Linked DNA regions of Rattus norvegicus: region 1 is linked to region 2. Evidence: chromatin contacts called from public Hi-C data. All regions are on one chromosome and are shown on one strand. The core of a region is the stretch at or near the end of the contact, and the rest is flanking DNA. Distances in the headings are between cores, read along the strand shown. Region 1 holds the start of Herc1 (HECT and RLD domain containing E3 ubiquitin protein ligase family member 1). Region 2 has its middle 64 kb from the start of Herc1.

Region 1 (6,739 bases), core at 2,184-4,683, 64 kb before region 2:
AAATACCTTCAGTAACATGGCTGGAAATAAAACTAAAAGAAAATTCAGTAGTCCTCCTTTATATAAACAATAAACAGGCTAAGATATAAGTTAGGGAAATATGCTTCACAGTAGCCAAAATTATATAAAATATCTTGGTGCAACTCTAACCAAGCAAATAAAAGACCTGTATGAGAAGAAATTCTAGTCTCTAGAGAAAAAAAAAAGAAGAAGAAGAAGAAATGTCTTGCTTCTGGATTGGTAGAGGTAATATAGTGAAAACAGCCATCCTATCAAAAGCAATCTACAGATTTTCCCATCAAAATTCCAACACAATTCTTTAGAGACCTTTTCATATGGAACAATTCTCAGTTTCATATGGAAAAACAAAACAAAGAAAAAATATATCATTAGTAACCAAACACATCAAAACCATGGGCCAATCTTATAATCAAAACATGCAAAATTTCAATCATGAGAAAAATATCAAATGAGCCAAAAACCAGAGTATTTCTACAAAAAATAAAAACAAACAAACAAACAATACTCAAAAAGTCATGAGAAACTTAGAAATTGGCCAGGAGTAATGACTCCCAGCTCTCTGACCCAGAGACAGATCTCTACGAGTTCAAGACAAGTCTGAACAACAAAGTAAGGCACCATCTCCAAAACTGGAACAGAACAAGCCAGTGTGGCATTTGAGTGCCTGTATTCTCAGGATTCTCAGGACTTAGAGAGAAGCGCAGGAGGATCGGGAGCTCATGACCAGTCTCAGCTACAGTCAGAATCAACCTAAGCTGCACAAACTCCTGTATCAAAAAGAAAAACATAAAACTAAACCTCACCATCATCTGATTCAGGCATCATATTTTTTTGCTGGTAGATCTCCTCTGGAATTTAATATTCCCATTCATTTATAAGAGCCAGTAGAAAAAAAAAATAAAATAATCAGAAGGGCATCTATTAAGTATCTATTTTGTGCTCCTTTAGTTTAAAAAAAATAGTTTTAGTGACTTTGCTGACTTTACAATCTCCTTTTTAGATGACTCAGCCAATATTTTCTGTTCAAAATCTTGATAATATTTAGAAGGTATCCCTAACAACCTGTTTTGTGGGTACATTAAGGCAAAGTTTTATATACGATAAAGAATAATTCTGTTCAATTACTTGTTTCTTTTATGGTTGTTTACCTACAAAATTTTCAAGGGCTGTTCACTGTTTTTTGAGACAGTATCTCCCACATAGTCAAGACTGCCCTGAAAATCTTGATCATTCTGCCTCTACCTAAAACTCAAATTTTGTTTCACAAGTATGCTAACACAATTTTCTACCTTATCCCAAATACAGTATCAACATTATCACTTACATTCTAAAAGTCCACTTTAAAATCAGCTGCCCACTGAAGCCAGGCATTTTGTTCCCACCACTAAGACTTTTCACTATTTATTACATGCATCTTCTACTAACCAGTCCGACTCAAAAATCAGCACATTCTCTTTAAATGTGCTGTCCATTTAAATAAAATGGTATATTCACATATATTTACATTGAGAAGACTAAGTGATACATTTGCATTTGCCTTCTCCCAGCACAACTGCACAGAGAAAATACATGACCAGCAAATCAATGGATCCGTGGCAAGACCAGAAATTTAAGAAGCAAAGTGATAAGAACATTAGGGGAAGCAAAATTCATAAAAGTTGCTGATTCCAAGAGGCCTTAAAAGGCCATCCATTTCAATGACTACTGATAATTTATCCTACTCTTCAAAGATGCCAAGTTTCCAACCTTCCTAGATATCTTCCGGGAAAAATATTATACTTAACTGTTTTTTGTCCTACCTTATGCTGTTTTTTCTCAAATAACATGACAAAATACTTTAGCTTATTTCTAAAATATGCAGGTGCAGAGGACAAATATGCATCACATAAGTGCATTTATGCACAATACAGACACGCAGTACTTTCACTTTTGCTTGTATAAACACACAGGTAGGTAAACATATAATCAAAGGTACATCGCCATCAATTTTTTTAAAACTTGAAGCTTATTTTTTCTCATCGTAATTAGCTTTGCTTTATATAAAAACACTGGCCCAATTTAGAGGTTCATCACAAACAGACCTATAAAAATATTCGGTTATTATGTTCAAAAAAAAACAATGTTAAAGTTTGATTTTTAAAGCTATTTGAGCAACAATTATTTTGGAAGAAGGAGCAATGAAATACAGTGATGGCGGGGAACAGCCAGTGATAATGAACATATAACCGGGTTTAAACAAGTGGGCCAAAGGAATGACTCAAATAAAACAAATCATTTTGGGAACATCCATAAGGAGGTACCATTCAAGCACAAGCCAAGTACTACTAAAAAACAAAGGGTCTGTTAGAAATATACCAAAATATTATCAGTGAAATGCTACCTCTGGAGACAGGTTATTAATTCGTTGGAATTTCATCACTCTTATTTTATTACCTATATACACCTTCAAAGTATTACACGCGTTTTTAAAACTAACGCAAATAGAGATTCTGTCCCTGTGCTCCACAGCTAACATACGCATTCATGCATGCATGCATGCATGCATTCATATATGCATACATACATGCATACATATATACATTCATGCATACATACATACATCGCATCTTTATATAACCTCCTGAGAGAGGTAAGTACTAAGCTCCTGTCCTCGTGTCTCCCGGGAACCTGCCACCCATCACGGTTCCCAGGGTTAGCTCCTGTCATCATCACCATCCACCTCTTACCCTGGAGACAACACAACTGTCGCCTCGTCTCCGCTCCAGGTAGCAAGGGCTTTAGAAATTGTTATTTTATCCGATGGGAGATTTAGAGGAAGGTTTACAGAAAGGATGAGCTGCCCCCACCCAAAAACACAGACAACGAGAAAAGACACATGGTCTTAACCTCCACACCTCCGAAGTCGGCCGGCGACTGGAAGCACCGGAGTCGCGACTCTCCCCAAGATAAAGAGCGCGGAGAGCCGCTCCCAGCCCCAGTCCCAGCTGAGGGAGCAGCGCTCGTTAGCGGATAAAGGGGAGAAGGTCACAGACGCGACCCCTGAGGAGCGGAGGGGCGCAGACTGCAAGCTTATTCAGGGGCGGGCCCCTCGGCCCTCAGACGGGTGGCACGGCTTCTAAAAGGCTTCCCAGGGACCAGGGGTTCCTCAGGCCTCCGCCTGCCATCCACTGGGAGCCGGCAGCCCCACTCGGCAGGCGGCCCCGGAACGGCCCCGAGCGGCTCGGTCGGGTCAGCCAAGCACACTCGGGAGGTGGAGATGGCGAAAGAGGAAGTGTTACCTACCGTGAGCAGATCGGGAGCTGGCGGCGGTGGGGTGCGGCTCCAGCACCCGGCACCCGGCTGGCCAGCGGCTGCGCTAGCCGCGTCCTTTATATTTTTGCTGCAGCGGCGGCGACTTGTCAAAGGGAAAGACGTAAGAGGCGGCGGCGGCAGCGGCAGGCGAGTCTCGCGGGACTTGTGGGGAACTCTCGCGAGATCAGGAGCGCTGGTCCTGCCTACTCCAGGCCTCGCGCAGGTGGGGGGAGGCAACCTGCGAGGAAAAGGGAGAGAAGATGACAGCTTAGGCACTAATGGGAAAGCGATGAGAACTTTGGGGGCTGGGAAACCTCCCCGTGAGGATTCTAGGGACACTCTACCGCCCCATCTATCTTACCTCTGAGTCCTCGCGGAGTCACGTGTGCCCTAGAGGACTAACAACTAGGGACATTTCACAAAGGGCGCTGAAGGATCCAGCAAGAATGGATGTACCCAGGATGAGCACGGGACAGTCCGCATGAGGATCCGAGGACCGAGGGCTGCCGAGGCCTCGGGGCTGCCGAAGACCGTGAGGAAAAGGTGGGGCCCGGCCACACCCCTTTATCTCGGCTGTGCGACGGTAGCTCTACTCCCTTTATCTCCCATTACCGTCTGCCCTTAACCTTCTGACTGGTTAAGTTTACACCCAAGCAAGTGTTTAACTTGACCAACTTCTGCCCTGTCTGAGGAACACCGAAGGATTGACCTTAAGTATAAATCATGACCCTGACCTATACAGTGTTGCACTTTGAAGACACGGACTAGCTTGGTCATCTATCTATCCCAACGTCTGACATAGATGTAGGTGCTCAAATTGTTTAATGCCTCTGTACTTAGGATTCCCAATCTCACCGTTGTAGCTACCTTCAGCAAAAGGTTTTCCTGGAGAGAGATCTCACTTCTCAGCACCCAAGGCAGAATGTCCACAACCACTTGTGAATTCACTTCTGAACTCTGCAGGAACCTGCACTCGTGCATTTACCTACACATAAATTAGTGGAACTCTCTGAAGACCAGGCTGGCCTTGAACTCCGAGGTTTTGCCTGATTCTGCTCCAGTGTGCTGGGACTAAAGACATTGGGGGTTGGAGGGTGTCTAAATAAAATTTTTTTAAAAAAAAAAATGTTTTGCTGAACCCATACACATATACGTGGTATAAGCAGCTGGGTGAGGTGGCAATCTCTGTGAATTTATGGCAGTTTGGTCCACATACTGAGTGCAGACCAGCCAGGACTGCATAGTGATACCCTGTCTCAAAAAGAAAAAGAAAAATACATATCTATATGGCATAGGCAGGAGACAACATACACTCCTTTGGTTCAATTGGAGATGTGTATCATACAAATTTAGCCCAAGACAAAAGCTTGGACTCTAAACTTTATATGTGGCTTTGAATGACTTACTTGGTTTCCCCCCACCTCAGTTCCTAATCTGTTCATTTAGAATATTAATTATTACAAGGTTCCTCTAGGGAGTAAAAAAAAAAAAATGCAACGTTTCAGATAGATATGAGATAACCCATAAGTGGAACATCTAATGGTGCATAATCTGTGTATAAGATGTGTATTCTAGTCAAGATATGAGAAGCAGATTAGCATGAAGTGAGGTCATTGTTGCTAGTTCTTTTTATGGTTCCAGATATTTGGTTTTGGACCTGGGGACAAGGGACTGAGGTGCATGTTTTTCATATCAAAGCAAACCTGGCCTCCAGGTTCTCCAGCATCCCTCAGTTCCTACCTGTCATCCCCTGCCCCCAAACATGAACTTTCCAGCCCAAGGGCTGGGTTGCCCTTCCTCCAGAGGCTACTCCCTATATAATCCAGACATCTTATGCTCTCATTCTCTCTATATGTCTCCCCCTCTCTCCCCCTCTCCCTCTCCCCCTCTCCTTTCTCTCCTTCTCTCTACCCCCTCCCCCCCTTACCTACCCTCTCCTTTCCCTCCCTCTCTCCCACTCACTGACTTGCAGACCTGAGTTCTGTTCCCAGCACCTATATCAGGAGGCTCCCAACTGTCCAGCTCCAGAGAGATCTGACACCTCCGGCCTTAGCAAGCAGCTGCATTTACATGTGCATACCCACATACAGATATGCACACATATACATAGGTATAATTAAAAACAAATAATAAAATTTTTAAAGGAATTTCTTCCTTTGCCCTTCATTTAGCTTCCTCCCTAGGAGACATATGCAAAGAACTAAATATGACTGAGTCTAACGGCAAACAATTACTTCTTAAAATTCTCACTTATTTTTATTTTTTGTGTATGTGTTTTGCCTGTATACATGTCTGCATGTCACCTGCATGCAGTGTCCACAATGACTAAAAGATGGCACTAGATCCCCTGGGGACTGGTATTACCCACCACTGTGTGGGCTACAAGGTAGGTGCTGGGAATCAAACCTGGGTCCTGTAAAAGAACAGCCTGTGCTCTAACAGCTGAGCCATTTCTCCATCCCACATACAATTAGGAATTAATGTCGGCAAGGAAACTCTACTTTTCACCATTACTTTGGCCATGACACTTTTTCCAAACACAAGTGCTCAACTCACTTGTGAAAGCCTGATCAACATCAGCCTCCCTCCTCTACCACCTCATTTCACATAGATCTTCCCTAGAAAAATGGAAATGTGTCCTCAGGGCCAAGGCCTCACTATCATAATGGATCCTTGTCCTGTTAGCACTCTGAGCCATACACAATGGCCCCACCAGAGAGGCAACTCACCCCCCGACCCCGATGCCCACCCCCACCCCCACCCGCACATGGCATCATTGCCATCTCATGGCACATTCTGTACTTCATCAGTCAGGAACTGGAAAGTCAGAAGAATATGCCGTTTCATCTTGCATCTGCCTATAGGATATGCTTAGCTCTTAAACGAAAACTATAGCTAAGTTGGAAGCAAAATGAGAAGAATAAAAATGGGGGAAAGGGAAAAGCTAAAAGGATTCTAAGAATGTGTTGGACCATGACTCTGAAAACAGAAACATACCAATGCAGGAGTCCACAGACAGGAGTCCTCAAGAAATGCAACCTACCCTCCCCTCTCCACAGCCTGTGAGTAAATGGGCTTTCTCCTTACTCAAGAGTATGAGAGTCAAAAAGCCAGGTGTGCTGGTACACAGAACTCAAGAAGCAGAGGCAGGCATGTTTCTGTGAGTTCAAGGCCAGCCTGGTCTATAGAGAGAACCCCAGGCCAGCAAAAGGGACAGCAAGACTCTGTGTCAAAAAAAAAAAGTCAAAGAATATAAGAAATCATCTGAGACATCTTTCTTCGTTCACTTAGCACATCTCCACTGAGGGAGTATGATTGGGCAGACACTGTGTGAGGCTCTAAACAGACGGCTGACTACCCTCAAGGAGGTTCTGGTCTAAGGGGGAACTGGAAGAAGAGATCATAACAACACCCAGCAGGGGTGGTA
Region 2 (6,157 bases), core at 2,479-4,978:
TATTGCTGTATAATCAAGCATGTGGGTACGGGTGCCTGCTGAAGTTACCAGCAGTTGTGAACCACTCGGCAAGGGTTTGGGGAACTGAATTAGGGTCTTTTACAAGGCAATACTCAGGCCTCTGTGAATCTGGAGGAAGTATGATATCCAAGGTGGGGAGGCTGGCTCAGTCTGTAACATGGTTCATACATGAGTCTTACTCTAGATTCCCAGCACCCACTTAAAAGACCGATTAGGGGTAAGTACTCTTGTACTCCTGTGGCCAGGAAATCTGAGATCGGAGGGTGTTAGGAGCTTGCTGGCTAGCCTGTTCAGCCACACTGGTCAGCTTCAGATGCAGTGAGCTACTACATCTCAAAACAATGAAGGACAATAGATGTCACCTGACACTGACCTCTGACCTGCACACACACACACACACACACACACACACACACACACACACACACACACACAGAGAGAGAGAGAGAGAGAGAGAGAGAGAGAGAGAGAGAGAGAGAGAGAGTCAGGTGTACTGTTACCTCTAATTCCAGAACTCTGGAGGTTAAGGCAAGTGGACTATGAGTCTCAGGCCAACCTAGGAAAGACCCTGTCTCAAAACACAAACAAGCAAACCCCAAAACACTATATCTCTGTAATAGAACAACATATGGTATGATGAAGAATGAGGTTGAAGTCATGGTCTTGGAGGAGAATCAACAATGACCACTCCACAGTTTGTTCTCAACTCTCATAAGGAAATTTCTCTCTACAACAGACAGAGACCATTACAGAAAACCACAACCAATCTAAATGCAGAGTTGTGGAGCCCGGGCCCAACTGATAGACCTACAGCACAGCTCCTGCACTTATAGCTCAGAGACCATTGTGGAAGAGAGAGCGGAAAGACTGTAAGAACCAGAAAAAAAAACAAGTTTGCTGTGGGATGTGACTCCTAGAAAAGTCAGAAGCTTCACCCATGAAGTTTCCTCAACATGGCTACCCAAACATGACTTGAGCAAGGGCGAACTAAGGGTCATGCTAACGTGGACGGCGACATCCTGCAAGGCCTCAGCTCTGGACAAAGAACTACAGGCTGCTAAGGGATGCCGAGAGGATGGATAAGAGTCTTCCATAGAGAAGAGCATGGAAATTCGTTATTCAGTACCAAGTAGTCAGCCTTAAAAATATACCCAAATGCCTGACAGTGGTGGTGCATGCCTTTAATCCCAGATTTCCTGAAACAGAGGCACACAGGTCTTTGTGAGTTCAAGGCTAGACTGGTCTACAGAGTGAGTTCCAAAACAACCAGGGCTACACAGAGAAATCCTGTCTCAGAAAAAACAAACAAACAAACAAATGATAAAAACATCTACACGCAAGTAATCTTATATGAACTGAAATGACCGGGTTGTATTTATGTATTTAGGAATATTTGAACACACACACACACACACACACACACACACACACACTTTTCAAAATTATGACCTCTTTTTCTTTGTTATTGGCATTGGTTGTGTGTGTGTGTGTGTGTGTGTGTGTGTGAGAGAGAGAGAGAGAGAGAGAGAGAGAGAGAGAAAGAGAGAGAAAGGAGAAATGAAGGTGAAGAGGAAAATAATATAATTGTGTTATAATCCCCAAAAGAATGAGGCTTTTACAAACTGACAAAAATGTCTATATTGTTCAGTGAAAAAACAAGTTGTGACCCAGTATGTATACTATGTAACAGGATTATCCTACCCCATGGCAAATAGGCCTTTGAGTTAAGGCCTGCAGGTCACCATGGCTGGGGAACAGTAGCTGTTACGCCTGCCTCCCCAGGGGATTAGAAAATGTGCAGCTGCAGTTGGGCATCATCAGATAACAGGAGGCTGTGGCTCTGTTCCCAAAGTCCACTAAAGGCCAAAGTGCTGAGAAACCTCTGGAAAGAATCCACAGTAATTATCACAAACATCGTGCAATTGTAATTTCTGAAAAGTCACATGGGCAGCGCCACTTGAAAGCTGATCGGGGACAGCATAATGACTGAAGGTTTCCGACACTCTGTGCAAACAAGAATCAAGAATACCAATCTGAAAGCTTACCGAAAACACTGACAGATGACAAGCTCAGAGAGCCAATGACACAGAGTATAAAACATCTCCAAAGCCACAATCTGAGATTAGCCAATTAAAAAAATCAAGCAGCTGCTCAGCAGGTGCACATCTGATGTCCTGAGTTCAGGTTCCAGAGCCAGCAGTAGGAGAAAAGAGCTGACTCCCAAAAGGTGTCCTTTGATACCCATTGTCCCCCACCCTGCATTACACACACACACACACACACACACACACACACACACACTAATAATAATAATAATAATAATAATAATAATATAATTCAAAACTATAAGGCAAGCAAGCTGGAAATTAAGCCCAGTTGGTAGAGTGCTTGCCCAGCATACACAGAGCCCTGGATTTGATCCCCAGCGCCCTGTAACCTGGATGCAGTGGCACCACCTTTTACACTCAACACGTGAGAGCTGGAGACAGGAAGATCCAAGATCAGCCTTGGTACATATGAGTTCAAAGCCAGCCTGCACTACGTGAAACCCTGTCTTAAAAAACAAAAACAAATCAATTGAATTATAAAAGGATTACAGCTGAGGGTACAGTTCTACATAAAACCAGCCTCTGTTGCCTGTTAACACTTTTACTTGTTTCACCTTGGTTTTTGCTGGAAAACAAAGATGTATGAATTGGGCCTGTTTTACTTTAAAATATGTTTGCTTTCTGTCTTTTTTAATGTCTACATCTCTCATCCTGCTTGCAAATTACCAAAGTATGGCTACCGTCACTAACTTTTCTTCTTTAAATGGTAGGGAGTCTTGAATAGAAGACTATGGTGGATCTTCTTCTCCCTAAAAGGAAAGGACACACACATGCACACTCATATGTCATAGTTGCTATTTCAGTCTGTTGCTGTTTTTGAGTCAGGGTCTCACTATGTGGCCTTGGTTGGCCTGTAACGCACTCTCCTGAGTGATAGAATTAAAGGCAGGCACCGTCATGCCTGGCTGGCGTCCCTGCATCATTTGGATCTGGAGATGGAACTTGGGTCATCAGACTTGGAAGCAAGTATCTTTTTCCTATGAGCCATTTTAATAGTCTCCCAAAAAGCAAGTTTTTTTAAGCAACCATCTGTTTTAAAAGAAGGAATATATATATATATATATATATATATGAATTTATATATACACATTGCTATGTAAAATATATATTCATATGTAATCTTATACAGAGATGAGTTTATATTATGTTTACATGTGTAATATTTAGAAGGATTCACAAATAACTAATAGCAGTAAATATTTTGAAGAGTTGATTTTTCCCACATACTTTTTATACAGTGTGTGTGTGTGTGTGTGTGTGTGTGTGTGTGTGTGTGTGTGTGTGTACTGGAGACTGAACCCAGAGCTGTGTGCATACAAAGAAGGTACTCTAGCACTAAGCTACAACCCCAGCTCCTGTTTTATACTCGAAAATTCCTGAATTACATAGATGACATTTAACTGACTCTGAAAATTAAAGCATTAAGAAAAAAAATCTTGGCAGATTTCCGCAAAGTCTATGTAAAACATTAAACCAGATTCTGAAGGGTTTGGCCTGTGGTTGGTTGGTTTGCTCGTTTCCTTTGAACCTCTGTTTTAGGAACCCGGTATATCTTGCTGGCTCTCAGATCTAGGAATAAAAGATGTCAGCCCTTGCAGTGCCACCTGGTGGCCATGGTCTTGTAAGGTTCCAAGCTTTTCTCTGAATAATCTTTGGGCGTGCCTATGAGCTCGACAATGGGCAACATGGCACCGTGCCCATAAACTGGCTGAGGTTGGTCTCGGTAGACACTAATGAATGCCCAGGACTGTCTTGTGTGGGTAGGATGCCACACAACTCCTGAAGTTTCATGAACTCTGTCACCAAGGAGCCCCTCAAAGGCAGCCTACAGTAACAGCGCATGGACTTCCAAGTCCAGAGCCAAACCCTGGTCCACTATCTACTAGCCATGTCTGATACAGCATAACTTCCAAGGCCTTCCACTTCCTCCTCTGCAAAGGTGGTAGGAACAAGTCAGGGAACGTACATATAAAGTTAGAACAATGCCTTTGTATAACAGGGTCTTGCTAAACATGAGTTCTCTTCCTAGAATTACCAACTGATCACTTAGCTCTCCCCTGACACTAGAGAAGGCAGCTTGGTTGCTATGCAGGTTCAAGCCTTGGAAATGTTGAGGAAGAAGAAATTTATTTAGTGTGTGTGTATGTGTGCACTCGTGTGTCCATGTGTGCACGTGTGCATGTTACAGCAGATGTGTGGAGGTCCGAGGGCAATTTGCAAAAGTTATTTCTGTCCTTCCACCATTTGGATCCTGGGGATGAGACTAAGTACATCCAGGTTGGCCGCAGGCGCTTTTGCCCAGTAACGCCCTCACTGCCCTCTCCCCGTGTATTTTCTTCAGCTGCCAAGGAATAAAAGAAAAACCTGGCAATGGAGAAGAAGGAGCTCCAAAGCAGCTGCAGCCCCACAAGGAGGGTCAGGTATCCCTAGTGCTGCCCAGGGGTGCTCCATCAAGCAAGACTGCCCCTGGAAAGCAGACTTCAGTCCCTGTTCTTCCCATCCCCCACTCCCTGAATGAGAACCAAATAGATAAGAAATTACAGGGATAGGCCAGAAGTTGGGGGCACTCAGAAAAACAAATGATCAAGTTGGCCATATGCCCTTGAAAGAGGATGACTGGGAGCCTATTGGTCTCTCACCCCTAGCATCAGAGTCATCTCTTCCCTTTTAAATCTTCTCAAGGGTGCAGAACCTGGGTTGGAAAGATGGCTCAGTGGTTAATGGAACTGACTGTCCTTCCAGAGGACAAGGGTTCTTCCAGCATCCTTGGAGTATGCACTACTGTCAGTAAGTCCAGGTGATCTGATGCCCTCTTCTGGCTTCTGTGGGAACTGCATGCACATGGTGCACACTTATTTGCAGGCAAAACACCCATATACATTGGAGACAGGGGGGTGGAGATGCAGATGTGTTAGTTTTCTTTTGTTTTAAAACAGAGTAATATAGCTCAGGCTAGCCTAAACTCACTATGTAGCAAAAGATAACCTTGAATTCCTGGTCCTCTTGCTTCTGGCTGCAGAGTGCCAGGATTGCAAGCATGTATCAGCATGTATGGTTTATGCAGTGCTGGAGCCTACAAAAGTCCTCAGACTACCAACTTCTCATTGCTGTGACAGAAGCCTAAGATAATCAACAGAAAAGGAAGAAGGGGTCATTTGGGCTCACAGTTTGGGAAGTTTAGGTCCATAGTTTCCTGCCTCTGATGTCTTGGGGTCTTTGTGAGACCTCACATCATGACAGAAGCTGCTCACTATATGACATCTAGGAAGCAAAAAAGACAGAAGTGTGTGGGCATGGTACACACCTAGGATCCCAGCTCAGGGGAGGCCAAGGCAGGAGGGTTGCAAGTTCAAGGCCAGCCTAGGCTATGGTAGTGAGCACTTGTCTCGGAATGCAAACAAAACAAATGCTTTCCCCCCTCGAAGCCTTAGTTTCCTGAACCATAAGATAAAGCTTTCTCGGGATTGCTGTGAGAACTAAAGGCAATAAAGACCTGGTGCGAGGCTAGAACACAATCTGTGGGGTGGGGTTTGGGGAGGCACAGGCAGGCAGGTGAGAAGACAGCAGTCGCTGCTGCTCTCTAGCAAAACTCCTTTGCATCGGGCCGTAGGCAGCTGAAGGGGCCAGACAGGTGGAAAGCGAAGGCGTTTTGCAACTGGGCAGTGAGGTTTCCTAATCAACCACGGCTCACAGAATGTTCAGGATGTGGGCCAGCCAGCCCCCAGCATGCACTGGGGAAAACCAAAGGACATAAGCAAGAGGTATGTCACGCCAAGGGTCTTGCTCATCATACATTAGCAGTCACCAGAGTGGTTGGCAGAGGCAGCAACACTATGGGAACCCCACCCCCTTCTTCCATTTGCACCAGTTTACTCACTAATAAAATTATGTCTTATGGCCATCCTTAAAGCACAGTTGTTAGGACAGAAGCCACTTTCTGAGTGCAATACACTAAGTCCCGGCATGCATTAGCTAATACAATTGAATAGAGTCATAGAAGCCCTGTGAGGAAGACATTGTCATGCCCC

What was found. A called contact is a pair of places that touch in the nucleus more often than the background predicts.
Region 1: a contact with region 2 is called in a Hi-C map of psoas muscle, with 2.3 times the contacts expected there. The contact joins the promoter of Herc1 here to the enhancer-like site in region 2. A contact is called at or near these places in 3 of 12 Hi-C or Micro-C datasets (kidney, liver and psoas muscle) and 1 of 1 datasets of contacts at active chromatin or transcription factors (oligodendrocytes).

What each region holds. Positions count from the first base shown.
Region 1 is chr8:75,793,051-75,799,789 of GRCr8, reverse strand. Herc1 (HECT and RLD domain containing E3 ubiquitin protein ligase family member 1) reads right to left here and starts at 3,433. Exons shown (of 78, transcript NM_001420916.1): 1 at 3,304-3,433.
Region 2 is chr8:75,729,527-75,735,683 of GRCr8, reverse strand. No RefSeq gene overlaps it. Among named protein-coding and RNA genes, the nearest start is that of Herc1, 64 kb to the left of the region's middle. Within about 2 kb of position 3,728, at least 3 of the 93 cell types and tissues checked have an H3K27ac peak or open chromatin away from gene starts, as enhancers often do.